3 separate regions of the Sus scrofa genome follow, and regions 2 and 3 are each linked to region 1. A link is a contact called in public HiChIP or PLAC-seq data. All regions are on one chromosome and are shown on one strand. The core of a region is the stretch at or near the end of the contact, and the rest is flanking DNA. Distances in the headings are between cores, read along the strand shown.

Region 1 (4,636 bases), core at 842-3,341:
GGGCAGAGGCATTTGGAGGCCTCAGTCAAGGTATTCGAGGTGTTTATCGCTATTGGGCTGGTCATTATTTATGGATCTTTTCAGGGGGAAGGTAGGAAATATATATATATATATATTTAAACTATGTCATAAATTTATACTTAGTTTTCCAATTAATGTTCAGGATGACAGAATTTTACTCTCAAAGATCTCTTTTTTCCTCCTCAAAAAAGAGCCCCTGTTCCCAATAATACTAATTTGATTACTCTTCCAACAGCCTTCCGGGATTGGTCGTTAATTTGTATGCCATCTGTGCCCAGGGACCATGCCAATCTTCTCCATATCGTTCTAAATTTAGTATCATATGCTGCCAAAGTGAGAACAAACTTTACAATCTTTACCAAACTGAAAGGTGAAAAAACGGTTTCTCATTCTAGTTTTATTCTGCATTTCTTTGGTGATTAAGGAAGCTGAGGGGTGTATTTTTCCAACACCGGCAAGTCCCTGGTTTAAGTTTCTTCCCCTAAATTGTTGGTATTCTCCTGAACTTCAGCCATCTGCTTAGTATTTTTTTTTCCCCAATTAACAAACCACCACACTATTTTTTAATTGAATATATTTTGGTTACCAAGCCCCCTCTTAGGTAGTCATATACAAGCAAGATAAACATGAACAGATTTGGTGTCTACGTATATAATTCCCCAGTGAATACTGACATACATGCGTTAAGAAGTGGGGAGTTCCTGTCGTGGCTCAGTGGTTAAGAAACCCGACTAGCAACCATGAGGACACAGGTTCGATTCCTGGCCTCGCTCACTGGGTTAAGGATCCGGCGCTGCCATGAGCTGTGGTGTATGTCGCAGACATGGCTCGGATCCCGCGTTGTGTGGCTCTAGCGTAGCCGGCGGCTATAGCTCCGTTTCGACCCTAGCCTGGGAACCTCCATATGCCGCCGGTGTATCCCTAAAAGACAAAAAAAAAAAAAAAAAAAAAAGTGGGTACCACCTGAAGTCATGTCACGGACCACCCACCTGTGGCGGGTTCTGGGAATCACTGCCCCACTGGCTCTGGCATCCTGTGATGGAAACGGAACGAGAGATGTCGGTCACGGCCCCACGCGCATGTATCTTTCATGAGAAAGACCATATTCCGAGAAAAGCCAGACCAAATGCCCGCCCTCACTCGTGCTGGAGGCAGCCGCATCCTAGTAATGCGTGCTCTACCACTTGATGTGGAAAAGAGGACCTAGCGCTTGATGCTACTGGGAGCCAGCTGGGGAACCACGCTGCCCTCCAGCCCTCGGTCTCCCCAGCCTAAAACGAGTAGAAATCCCTTCCAGGGTTGAAGGCAAGGTTTTGGAACCCCTTCCACCTCCATGCCCTGACAGTTCCTGGTTTAGAAGCGAGAACCCGCTCCTGGAGCCATCCACGCACTCCCATCTGAGTTCTAATCCGCCCCAGCAGGCCTCTCTCTGGGGTCACAAGAGGGGGAACACCTGAGCCGCTCACCAGCTCCTAAGCACAGGAAGCCCTGGAGGGCAGCCCGAGAGGTAAAGCAGCCCGTCTAGACCCTGGAGGAGCTGAGGGCAGGGCAGGCGGTGTGATCGTCACCCGCCTTCAGGGAAGCACACAGTTTCGGTGTTTCTAAGAGTGAGAGGAAGAAGGGAAAAGAGTGAAGGAGAAAGAGCAAGTCAATTAACGCAACGTCTGGGGGGAGGGGTGATGGGGTTGCGGGGGAGGGGGGGAGCGATCTCCAGCCCGAGAACCCGGGGGTACACAGACGTGAGCTTCTCTCACAGAGCAAAGGCTTAAAAACAGCACCCCAAACAAACAAACAAAGTGCCTTGAGGTCTTTTGTTACCCAGACAGGGCCCTGGACTCACTCAACAAGGTATGTCTTGCTAAGAAAACACCACCACCTGAAACGAACGTAATATTGTGTGTCCACTAGATGCCAGGTGAAAAGGGGGCAGGAAAAATGACACATCGTTCAGCAGCAGGTGTCCCTCTATTGGGGCAGCAGCAGAGTTACCAACGATGGTGTCTTCTGTGGAGACGGCCAGGCAGCTCGGGGGGTGCAAACTGCACTTAATCTGCAGGGACAGTCACAGTGAGTGACTGTGGGGGGTGCCACTTAGAAGAGCAACGGATAGCCGGGTGGGGTGTGCCGCTTCCTGAGACAGTTACAGGTGCGGAGAAAACCCTAAATCGCCCAGGTCGGTGGGTCAGGTTACCTGCTTGGGGCCTTAAGTTCAATTCCAAACGGTCATGGTGGGGCCGCCCAAGAATCCCGTGATCAACCAATGCCCATGAGCCCTTCCAGATGCCACACCCACTGAAAAATACCGCCCCAAAGGAAGTTTCTTGTCAGCAGAACCCAGAGAACTATTGCAACATTTACCTTTTTTTTCTAACTTAAAAAAAAAAAAAAAAATCTCTGGTCACTTCCTTGTAGCAGGTGGTGTGTGTGTGTGGTGTGTGATATCTAGAGAGACAACTTCCTTTCAGCCCTCTTCCCAACTGCTGAATCCTGGACCATGTTTGACTATTTCCCTGGGATTTTTTTTTTTTTTCCTGCCATGGGTTATTCTCCTTTGAGACCCCCACAGCCCCCAGAGTCAGCATGAAAGACTCAAGGAGCATTAAGACATTACATCTTCCAATATTTTCCCGCCCTGCCGACATAGTGACTGAGGTTCCTTAAGCTAGATCAGGCTTTATGTTCTGTCTACATCAGGAAGTTTATTCTGTAAAGAGCCAGGCAGTGAATATTTTAGGTGTTGTGGGCCATACAGTCTCTGTCCTGGCTACTTAAGCATCTGCTTAGAGCTAGAAAGCAGCCATAGATAATGTGTAAATGGATGAGCACAGGTGTGTTCCAATAAAGCTTTATTTACAAAAGCAGGAGCCAGATTTGGCCTGATGGCCAGAGGTTGCCACCCTTTGTTCTGTACTTACAGGGAAGGGCAGTGGGATGGAGTAGGGAGAGCTGATATTTGCAGTGTATTTACCACATACCATGTATGAAGATGCACTGTGCTAGTATCTTCATGCATAGTATTTCATTGGATCCTTACAAAAATCACTGTGTGGAAGGTACAGTCAATATTCCTATTTTATAGCTGAGGAAACCGAAGCTCAGAGAGGTTAAGTAACTTGACATTGCTGGGCTGATGTTAGCAGGATCGGATCTCAGCCATGTGAGCTTCTGAGGTCTATGCTCCTTCTACAGAAACAAAGATATGTAGAATGCTGGAGGCTCACCAAATCCAACATCCTCATTTCATAGAGGAAATGAGACTAATAGGGGGAGGTCAGATTGAGACAAACTTTTCCTCTTTCTCCAGTTTATACACGGATCGCCCTAATGCCATTACCTGGGGCATAGCAACTCCCCTCCTGAATACGGAGCCTTCAGGAAGGACTCTCACTCCCTCAGGACAGACACCAACCTCCCTCTTCGCATGCTTTCCATCCTCCTGCCCTTACCCTCTGCGAAACATCCAGTAACACATCACAGAAACAGCTATAACAACTTACTCTCACTGGAAGACTGATATTTCCTGTAGCGTTGACTATGGAAGCCTGGGTTAGCTGGACAACTTTATGTTGCAAGTAACATAAAATCCAACCTGAATTGGCTTTAAAAAATAAAGGTAAATACAGTTCAGAGATGGGGCTGACTTAAGGCTTAACTGAGGCTCAAACAACGAGCCCAGGACTCAACTTCTCTCTGCTGGTTTCTCAGCATCCTCAGCATGTATTTTAATCTCAGGCATGCTCTCCCTGATGGTGGCAAAATGGCTGCCAGGCACTCCTGCGGCCACATCCTTCCTTATTTGCATACTTCCCTCAAATAAGGGGGCTTTTCCTTCCCAGAAGCTCCAGCAAACGTTTCCTTTTTTCTTATCCATTTTAATCTAATCACTGTAGCTGATCGGGCTCCATCCCTGGTACTGGGGGGGGGGGGTTAACTGGATCAAAACCACAGGGCTGAGAACCAGGGAAGGGTTAATTCCCCTAGGAGAAATTAGGGTGGTGTTGACAGGAGAAGAGGAGTTGGCAAAGAAAAATGTCTGTTCTGGGTTGAGCTAAGGGTCTTCAAAGAGCTCGCCCATTTCCAAGAGTTCAGTTTCATTCTTTCTCCTCCTCAAGGCAGAGGAAGTTGCTTTTGCATACTCGACCCCTCCCTTATCTCCTCGGAAACAAGGGTGATCCTCATCTGCCATCTGCCTGGCAACAAGCCACGGTGCAAACTGCACCCAGGGTGAATGAGGGGCGGCTGGGTTCCTAATGGGCGCTTCTTGGTGGCCAAGTGACTTCTCAAGTGACCTGATGTAGGAGGGCTTTTAGATGTTTTAAGCAGAGGAAGACACCTTGAAAACAGCCACTCACCCACTGTCCAGGATGAGTTAAAAACTGATGCCAGAGAAGCGAGCAGGGCGTAGCATTTATTTCACAAATTCCTTGATGCCTTGGCTCAGATTTAGAGCTATTTAGGATACCCCTACCCAGAAGCCAGAAGGTCAGAATGCAATCAGCAAATTACCCAGCTTGCCAGCCTTTTTCAGACTTCTCATCAGCAAGTGATACATCAGTGTCACCACAAGCCATCTTCGCCGAGTGCCAACCCCCACCCTGCCCTGTGATATTAAGAG
Region 2 (4,636 bases), core at 1,225-3,724, 110 kb before region 1:
GCTTTCACCTAGAAGCAACCTCCCTGTCCTGCAACCTCATATCCAAAACCCCAAGCCTTCAGAAGGGACTGAGGAAGCGAGAAGCTATCCGTTCCAGCTTCGCCCCGTGACCGTATCTGCCCTCCCTTCCTGCCCCCTCGCCATCCCAGTACTACCTGGTTCAATTCCATGAACATAGGGTGAACACCCCTGGGTGCCCAGGAGCTGCTGACAGGGCCACGGAGGTGATCAGCTATAAACGTGCCCCACAACTACCTGTGCACACCCCCAAGAGCAAAGGGCTCAGCCTTGGACCGGGGGAGCTTCGTAAGGGAGGAGGCATCTGAGCAGACCTGGCGACACTGCACAGACTCCAGCGTCAGCACGTCCCAAGTTTAAGTTCATCGCTGGCCCCACTGGCTGGTCTTAGGCAAATATGTTACCTCTGTAAGCCTCCGTTTCCTCAACTGTAAAATGATGATCACTGTGCCTACCTCACAGGGTAGTGGGGAGCCTTAAATGAGACACCCCATGAAAAAGGCTCAGGGTGCATCTAAGTAGCTGTGAGGAGGAGGCGGGGTGGGGTGGGGTGGCGGGGGGGGGATGAGAAGGATGACAAGGGTAACGTTTCAACTCTTCCCCCACGTATCTTTGGAGTCTCCTGCCAGCTAGAGTCTGAACCCTCCGTTCAACCTTTTATTAGTACAGTGTTAACACGTACAGACTATACAATTTACACAGCGTTCTGCCTAATGCCATCTCACGGCAGCCTCCTGACAGCTGCATGAGGTCAGGAGGTAGGGAGTTCTCAGTATCTTCCCTTTACAGATGAGCGCACTGGAGCTCAGAGAGGGTGAGCGACATCTCTCAGGGCACACAGCTAAAAAGTGGAAGTGCTGAGATGACACCCAGATCTTCTGCCTCAGGGCCTCTTTCACTGAGCCTCCGGAGAGGGAGTGAGAGGTGTCCGTGGCATGTGGGAGCATGTTTTTCTGTAAGACCATAGTCCTCTTGGAGGAACGTGTGCCCCGCGTGTCAGCGCAGAGATGGCAGGGAGATGGAGGGCAGGGGGGGAACCAGCCCTCATGGCTGAACTGCGCCACCAGAGGGAGCTGTGCTCAGCCTGGGCTTGGGGACAGAGAGGGTCTGCAAGGCAGGGCTCTCCTCCCCCTCCCCAGCCCCCCGCAGTGAGCTGCATGCTGCGGCACCTAAGGCATGAGCAGCAGAGTGAGGCAGGAGGGGCGTGTGCCTGCCAGCACCGCAGAGACCTGGTTTCATCTGGGCTACGCCTGGGAGGATGCATCCAATCCCAGAAAGGAACTTGCAAGAGCAGACACGGTCACTGTCCAGCAGATATTCATCAGACCAGGTCCCTGCAGTGCTCTGGGCTCCCCACTCCTCTAAAAGCTGGTGAGAAGGGTCTCGTGGGCCTTGGTCACCACAGACAGAGGACCCACACTGAGCCGGGCCCAATGCTCTAGGCCTCACCTGAGCATCCTGGTCCATCCTCCCAACAGCCCTTGAGGTGCTCAGTCCTATTTAGAGATGAGGAAACTGAGGCTCAGAGGGGTCATGACACTTGTCCAAAGTCCCACAGCTAGAGAGAGGCATGTGTTCACCTAGCCAAAGCTCATGTTCCTTCCATTCTCTAGGCTACTGGGACAGTAAGACCACGACGGGTAGTTTTATGTGTCAACCTGATGGGGCCGCAGGTGCCCAGATATTCGGCCAAACGTTATCCTGGGTGTGCCTGTCAGGTTGCTTCTGGATGAAATAAACCCTTGAATTAATTGCCTTCCCTAATGGAGATGGGCCTCATCTAACCCCTGAAGACCTGAACAGAACAAACAAGCAGGGTAAGAGGGACTTCCTCCTCTTGGCAGTTGAGCTGGTGCCAGTGGTCTTCTCCAGCCTCAGACACAAAATGAAACACCAGCTCTTCCTGGGGCCCGAGCCTGCTGGCTCTCAGACTGGAACTTCCACCATTGGCTCGGCTGGCTTGTAGGCCTTAGACGCAGACTGGAACTACACCATCAGTGGTCCTGGGTCTCTGGCCTGCTGACTGCAGATCTTGGGACGTCTCATCCTCCATAATCTAGTGAGCCAATTCCTTGTAATAAATGGATCCTTCTCTCTGTGTGCATTCTATTGATTCCGTTTTTTCTGGAGAACCCTAACTCAAAGACCAAAGCTTGCACTTCCAGGAACAAGCTGGCTGCATATTTGAGGGTGGAATGCCTAGCTGCCAAAGGCCAGATATCTGAACATGTAGAACAATCATTTGATTTGGTCCCAAAGTCCCTTTGGATCCCAATGCCCCGATGGGAAGCCTGGAAGGGAGGGGACCTGACTGGTCAAATGAGCAGAGCCAAGTAGCAGAAACCTTGGCTTTCTTTCTTTTCAAAACTGAAACCGGCCCCCAAATGGGAAGAGGTCCGCTCTTCAGCACCCCAGCGTAAACAGCAATACCTGCTGAGTCCACTAGATGGGGCCAGTGACACAGCAAAAAGGGCAGTAATGCGTCTCAGGAGGGAAAGTACTCAGGGCAGTCAGGGGATGCACGGGGCCAGAATCTTCTGGGATCCCCAAAGTTGGATTAATACTCCCCACCTCTTCCTCATATAACTTCCAGCCAATGGTGTAACAATTAATCCTAGGGTTCCCCAGCACTTTGGTCAGCTGTCACTGTAGCACCTCTTGGACTTCAAAGTCCTCAAACCAGTTCTTCCCTTGTGAGTCACCAAGCAAAATGGGCAGCCACGTAGTTAAGCAAGGTCCTGCCCCGAAGGCTCAGAGCCCAAGCAGGTCCTCTCCACGTGTGTGTGAGCCAGGTCACTAGAGAAAGCACCTGGAGTACCTCTCACTGGGGATTCACTGGACAACACTCCAGCGAGGAGCTGTTGTGATGAGGGAAGGACACAGGGCAGGAAGGAAGGAAGGGAGGGGACAAGGAAATGGCTTTTCTCTTCCTTTAGCAAGCGGTTCTAATTTGGCCACGCATTCTCAACTCTCAGCTGGCCCTCCTGGTGCTGTGTTCAGTCCTATAGCGTCTCTTTCTGCACCTGCTCACAAGGGCAATAGCTGGGTCTCCCGGATACTCTCTAAGCCCTGTTGTGGTCAGAGACCCAAAGGCAGAAACAGGAAGCAAGAGTTTTCCTGGGTGGCTCCAGTTCAGGTCCCAGAGTAACCTCCCCTCCATCGGCAGCAAGAATTCTGCCCTGCACATCCAAGATGGCTGTCTGTCCCCTGCCACCCTTCCTTAGGATGACAGGACAACACCCCAGAACGCCGGCTGGGGTGAGGGACCTAAAACTGACCAACACCCTTACCCATCACCTCCATCTCCCACCTGCCCCCGGCCGTCCCTTCCCAAACTTGCACCGTCTGCCAGCTGATAAGCTCTGCCGAGGCCTCTGTTGCCATGGCAACAACGTGGCTTCCCCCATGTGGGAAGCCGGTTGCCAAGGCCCTTGTTGCCAAAGGCTATAACAGCCACCCCGGTGTGTGAAGAGGGGGTGAGAGCTCTGCGTAGGGGTGGAGGGTGGCCAAGGAGGCTGAGAGGGAGGGAAGCAGGGGGTTCTCAAGAAATGGTAGAGTCCAGGCGGCCCCCCGGCTGGAGCAGGGGAGAAACAAGTATCTCAGGGCATCTCAGTGACTGCTCCTCGAGGGCATCAGAGGGAAGAAAGGGGTCCCCTCACAAAACACAACTGGATAAGCCCCTTGACCAAGCAGGACTGAACAATTCAAGCACCCCTCCCCAACCCCACAATGAAGAAATGGTTTTGATTCTTCCCAATTTCAGAAAAACAGCCCCCAGGAATCCCCCTGTCTCACTTGTTCTTGTGTCTCAGACACATGCACAAGCTGGGCCCAAACACAGCTGGTCCCTGTGGCCGGGAAGAGCATCAGTTACAGACTGCACACCTCACACATCTCTATCCCCTGGCCTGTCTCAGCACATCCTCAGTGTTCCTGGGGAAATGCTTCTCTTTGGGGCTGAGCTCTCGTCAGTGGACAAGAGAAGAGCTGGACACCACTGGGGCTCATTCCCTTCCAGAGTCAACAGAGGAGGGCTGGCCGGGCCTGGGGCCCTCAGAGAATGCCATGGAAGCTGCGCACTTCCCCCCACAGCTGGTGCCGAGGCCAGCCTTGGTGTGCTGAGCCAGCACCTGTGCATTTATGGCCCACATGTACAGGTCACAGAGGCAGCCACTGCCTAGCCAGGGCCCAGAGAGGAGAGCCTGCTCCCTGCCCGTGGCCCCATCCTGCTAACGAGGGGCTGAGAGAGAAGGCTGAAGAGGAGGGCAGATGTCCAGGAGTCAGGGGAGCAGACGGCTGGCAGAGCAGTGGCATGTGGGTGGGGGGCTGGTCTGAGAGATCCAGGACGGGCATGAGATGATGGGGGCATGGAGAACGGCCAGGCCCAAATCTCCCCAGTCCTGCACCTCAGAAGTGCCCCAAGCAGAGCCTGGCCCACGACACCCATGCCTGCCTACCCCTCTGCCTGAAAGCCCCCTCTTTCCAAACCCAGAAGGAAATGCAGGTGTACCTACCCCTGGTGCCAGCCCCTCGGGTGGGGTGGGGGAGATGCTGTCCCCGCCGCCCTGGCTCCGGGCGCTGAGCTGGGGTGACATGGTGGGCGACTCGTCGATGTACG
Region 3 (4,636 bases), core at 1,379-3,878, 93 kb before region 1:
GGCCTACAGAGATGGAGGGACCCGCCCTGCCCCAGGTGTTGACACTGGAACCACCTGTGTGCAGGCAGACTGGCGGGATGAGACCAGAGCAGCAACAGCCAATTAACCTCTGCTCGCAGGAGAGCTCCTGGAAACGTCCTTTCCATGCCCGAGCATCTGGACGTAAGAGAAGAGGCACACATCCCATAATAAACCAGGACCTGGCTGATGTCAGAGGCTACATCTTATGCGCAGGACCTGTGAGCAGGCAAGTGAGCACAACCCAGTCTCTCAGGAAAATAAAAGCAAGATTCTGAATTCCGGGCAGAAAAGGGTTACAAGGTCTGGAGGCTTCCCCTAGGAGTCATGAAAGGACAAAGCCATGTACTCTGCTTCGACGGCACTGGCTCTGGATGGAGCCAGGCCACCTGAACTCAAATCCCAGTTTTATCTGTGTGACCTGGGGCAACTTGCTTAACCTCTCTGTGCCTTAGCAGCCTCCTTTATAAAATGAAGACAATAATAAAACTATTTTATAGAGCTTTTATGATAGTTAAATGAGTTAGTTCAAGTAGAGGCACTAAGAATAGTGCCTGCCAGGCAGTAAATAGGTTAATTGTTTTTGTTGATTTCGTCGTTTTTTAAAATTATTATCTTAATTATTTCTCCCCGCAATCACGGCCCTAGGGAAGACACGGAGAGGAAGCCCAGTTCGTCTGGAAGCAGGTGCCTGTTGTGTGGGTAGCACATGGGTGACCTAAGCACAGAAAGAGGCACAAGAGAATGGCTCCCCAACACATGCAACTGTGCTCCCTCGTTTCCCACCTGCTCCTTCGGGGCCCCTGTCCACTCTCAGCCCTAGATCCCAGCTCCTTTCTGGGAGCCTGGGGCCCTTCAACCGGTTAGGCAAGCACTCCAGGTACAAGGCCTGCAGCAATAGCCTCCACAGCTCCACACCAGAGGGGGAGAGCATCCAGCCTCCTGAGAAACATAAAGGGAGGGGCCCTCACGCAAAGGGCCGCAAATACAGAGGGCACAGTCACCAACACAAAGCAGCTCACAAGTGCAGCCATGAGCCTTCCCTCCCATTGCCAGTATACTGGTGTGTGTGTGTGCTCATGCACACATGGGCATGTATGGGAATGCACACACACACTCCTCCTGGTACGCCATACAAGCTAACTCACTGTCATCTTTCTAGAAGATACAAGCAGAGATAGTAGAACACTTTGGTTAAGGACTTAAGCTCTAGAGCCAGACTGCCTGGGCTTGAATCCCCAGCTCTACCTCTTACCGGCTGTGTGACCCTGAGCCAGTCACTCAACCTCTCTGTGCCTCTGTTTCATTTTCAAAATGGAAAAATAGCAACCAAGCTCCCAGGGTTTCTGGGAGCATGAAGAGTAAATACATGTAATATATGCACTCAGAAGAGTGATGGTACCATCTGAGTATTAACTCTCGTTACTGTGCCTCATAAGCTCAGCAAGTCAGGGCTTATGACACTCAGGCTCTCCCTACACCCCAGGTCTCCTCTGGTTCTACCTATTACCAGGACCAGCTCATCAGAGCCTCCCGCCTCCTCTGCTGAGAACTCAACTGACAATTGGTGCTTACCCCTAGGGGGCCCCAGGCAGAAATCCCAGATTGTTTCTGTACCAGGTCTGAGCTTTGTCAATGCCCAGACCTCACCAACTGCTTCCCGGGTTTTCCTCTGTCCGCAGGTGACGCCCACATCGCTCATTCTTTCCGTTCAGAAATCAGAAATAGCTCTAGTCAACCACTCCCCCACAGAGAAACTGTGTTTTTCTCTGGGGAGAGAGACTGTCAAGATTTTTCCACTAGAAGATGTACAGTGTGTTTCTTTACTGGACAACCTAAGAATTCCTGTTTCTAGGGGCATCTAGTATCCAAAGGCACACAGGACACGAAGCCCAGAGCCTTAGGTTTAACCCTTTGGGCAGGTCACTTAGACCCTCTTGGTCCCAGGGCTTGCTCCCCTGCAGAACGGGGCCAGCCTCCCCTACTCCCAGTGTGGAGGTGAGCTGAGAAAGTGATGGGGCCGTGTCCAGGGCGGTGCCCAGTACACAGAACATGCTCACTGTGGCTAGACTGTGGACTCTCTACCTCCTTTCCCATTGCAAGCAAAATGTGAGAGGAATGATCTGAACAGTGCTGGCATGGTTAAGCAGCTGTTATCTTCAGCAAGGATGAGCTCTGTCAGGTGGTTTAGGAAAAAAACAAAAAAAACCAAAAACAAAACTCATGCAGCCTGGACAGGTTTTACTGGCTTGAATTCAGAGCAGCTCTCTGTTCTGGGTGACAGGTTGCATCCTCGTTCCTTCCCTTCCCCCAGGATCTGGTTTACTTGGTCAAATCACCCACGGCCCCCAGAACGAGGCAGGAGGGAGCCAACTGTGGCTTCTGTCACACATGCCCAGCCTGGTCGGTGCCCACATGGTTTTTGAAGCAGCTGCCCATCATGCCCACCTGAGCAGATGACACATCTCCCCGTGGAAGGGCTGGGAATACAGACCCCGTGTGCCTATCACAAGACAGCCTCACAAGGCGAGAAAACCACACCCTGAGACTAACTCATCCTTCTCACTGGTTTGAAGCCTAGTGGTCACCATAGCAACAGGCTCCCGCTCCAGCCTGCCAGGCGGGGCTGATGCAATTCTCAGGCAGTGAGCAACTCAACTCGGCTCACACCGCTCTGCTCCCACTCAGGGGTGGGTGAGTGGGGAGAACAACTGAGGAGGGAGGAGAAGGGCACTCACCCTACAGCGATCTCTGCTCTCCCCGAGTCCTGCTCTTAGCGATCTAAGGAAGGTGGCCCTGAAAGGAGACCTCCTGGGTCCCTAAAAAGTATGGTGTCACTGCAGTGGCTGCCACTACTGGAAGATTCACCTCCAAAGACTTAGGAGAGCTGGAGGGGGCAGGGCCAGACTGTACCATGGGCCTCTCCACTACCACGTGGCCCCCTTCTCCCCTTCTGAGTCAGCACCCCACCAGCTAAGCACCCCCATGTCCCCCTGCCCACAGGCAGCCCCACCCTGCAAACTCGACAGGTACAACTAACTTCACTGTTCTCTGCTCGACTGTGTTCCTGCCTGAACTGCACTAAAGCACCCATACACCCGGAACTCCCTGCAAACTAGAATGTCCCCAAGGTACACGGACCCCCATCCTCCCAGATCTCCACCCCACTCTGCAAGGGTCTCTGGCTGCCCTGGGGAGTCTTATTCGCCGGCTGGAGTCGATGTGAGACAACAGTCCTATGCCAAGAACATACCAGCCAAGGGCCTCAACCTCTTAAAGCACACAGGTCCCCCAAACAGAAGGAACAAGCCCCCAGAAAGGAGGGGGGGCCAGGTCACCCACTCACCACCCACACACACACCCACACACCCATACCCACGCACACACACACACACTAAGAAAACAGGGGAGGAAGCCACATTAGGGTAAGAGCCTGGTGATGCCAGCGGCCCTCTCTAGCCTCCCAGTGCCTACCCATGGATGCAGGCTCTCCCTCCCAAGGCCGCCGTCCTGGTGAAGATGCCTCTAGTGCCAAGAATGCTCCCCCTCCTGCAGGCCTGCTCCCTTCCGTCCCAGCAGCCACCTCCCGCCCTATGCTTTCCCCCACCCCCTCCCGCATCGAGGGCATCCACCCAATCAGGAGCTGGGCCTTGGCACAAACAGGTCCTGCTCTGGGACCTTGCACCCTGCACTGGGAGGAGATGTGCAGGCGTGCAGGTGGGGAGGGAAAGCATGTCTCCATAGCACCTTCCTGCGAGTGCCCTCGGGGGCCGGTCACATCGGGGCCCGCCCAGTGGTCACCCTGACAGATGGGCAAAGTGATTAACTCCAGGGGCCACTTGGGAGATGGCGCTCAGCTGTGGGATGTCCCCTTAACACTTCCGGTGGGAGCCTCCAGGACTGCCGAGAGCAGATGGGCAGAGACGGCAAACTGTTAGAGATGGAGGTAAATAGATCAATGAAAGTTCAGAAATAAACACATCTCTCTATGGCCGACTGATTTTTGAAAAGGGTGCCAAGACCATGCAATAGCTTTTTCAACGAATGGTGCTGAGACAACTGGAAATCCACCCACAAAAGAATAAGGCTGGACCCTTACTTCACACCACATACAATTCTTTTTTTGGCCACATACACATCATGCAGAAGTTCCCAGACCAGGGATCAAACCCAAGCCACAGCTGTAAACAGAGCCACAGCAGTGGCAACGCTGGATCCTTAACTGACTGAGCCGCGAGAAAACTCTGCCATATACAAAAATTAACTCAAAATGGATTGAAGACCTATAAAACTCTTAGAAGAAAGCAGAAGGTAATGCTCATGACCTTGGATTTGGATAAGATTCTTCCATATGACACCAAAAGCACAAGCAACCAAAGAAAACATAGATAAACTGGATGTCATCAAAATTAAAAACTTTTGTGCCTCAAAGGATACCATCAAGAAGTGAAAAGAGGAGTTCCCGTCATGGTGCAGCAGAAACGATTCCAAGCAGGAACCATGAGGTTGCAGATTCTATCCCTGGCCTCGCTCAGTGGGTTAGGGATCCGGCGTTGCCGTGAGCTGTGGTGTAGGTCGCAGATGCGGCTCGGATCTGGCATTGCTGTGGCTGTGGCGT

What was found. HiChIP or PLAC-seq counts read pairs in DNA pulled down with a chosen protein or histone mark.
Region 2: an H3K27ac HiChIP or PLAC-seq map of alveolar macrophages shows a contact between it and region 1. The contact joins two enhancer-like sites. A contact is called at or near these places in 1 of 5 promoter capture datasets (fetal liver), 25 of 47 Hi-C or Micro-C datasets (adipose tissue, alveolar macrophages, blood and 13 more) and 1 of 2 datasets of contacts at active chromatin or transcription factors (alveolar macrophages).
Region 3: an H3K27ac HiChIP or PLAC-seq map of alveolar macrophages shows a contact between it and region 1. The contact joins two enhancer-like sites. A contact is called at or near these places in 7 of 47 Hi-C or Micro-C datasets (alveolar macrophages, embryonic fibroblasts, epiblast stem cells and 2 more) and 2 of 2 datasets of contacts at active chromatin or transcription factors (alveolar macrophages and skeletal muscle).

Annotation. Positions count from the first base shown.
Region 1 is chr12:46,684,311-46,688,946 of Sscrofa11.1, reverse strand. No RefSeq gene overlaps it. Among named protein-coding and RNA genes, the nearest start is that of BHLHA9, 43 kb to the right of the region's middle. Within about 2 kb of position 2,091, at least 14 of the 83 cell types and tissues checked have an H3K27ac peak or open chromatin away from gene starts, as enhancers often do. A contact at or near this core is called in alveolar macrophages, where this site is marked.
Region 2 is chr12:46,798,754-46,803,389 of Sscrofa11.1, reverse strand. It overlaps a transcript of ABR not described here. Among named protein-coding and RNA genes, the nearest start is that of ABR, 11 kb to the left of the region's middle. Within about 2 kb of position 2,474, at least 14 of the 83 cell types and tissues checked have an H3K27ac peak or open chromatin away from gene starts, as enhancers often do. A contact at or near this core is called in alveolar macrophages, where this site is marked.
Region 3 is chr12:46,777,498-46,782,133 of Sscrofa11.1, reverse strand. It overlaps a transcript of ABR not described here. Among named protein-coding and RNA genes, the nearest start is that of ABR, 33 kb to the left of the region's middle. Within about 2 kb of position 2,628, at least 13 of the 83 cell types and tissues checked have an H3K27ac peak or open chromatin away from gene starts, as enhancers often do. A contact at or near this core is called in alveolar macrophages, where this site is marked.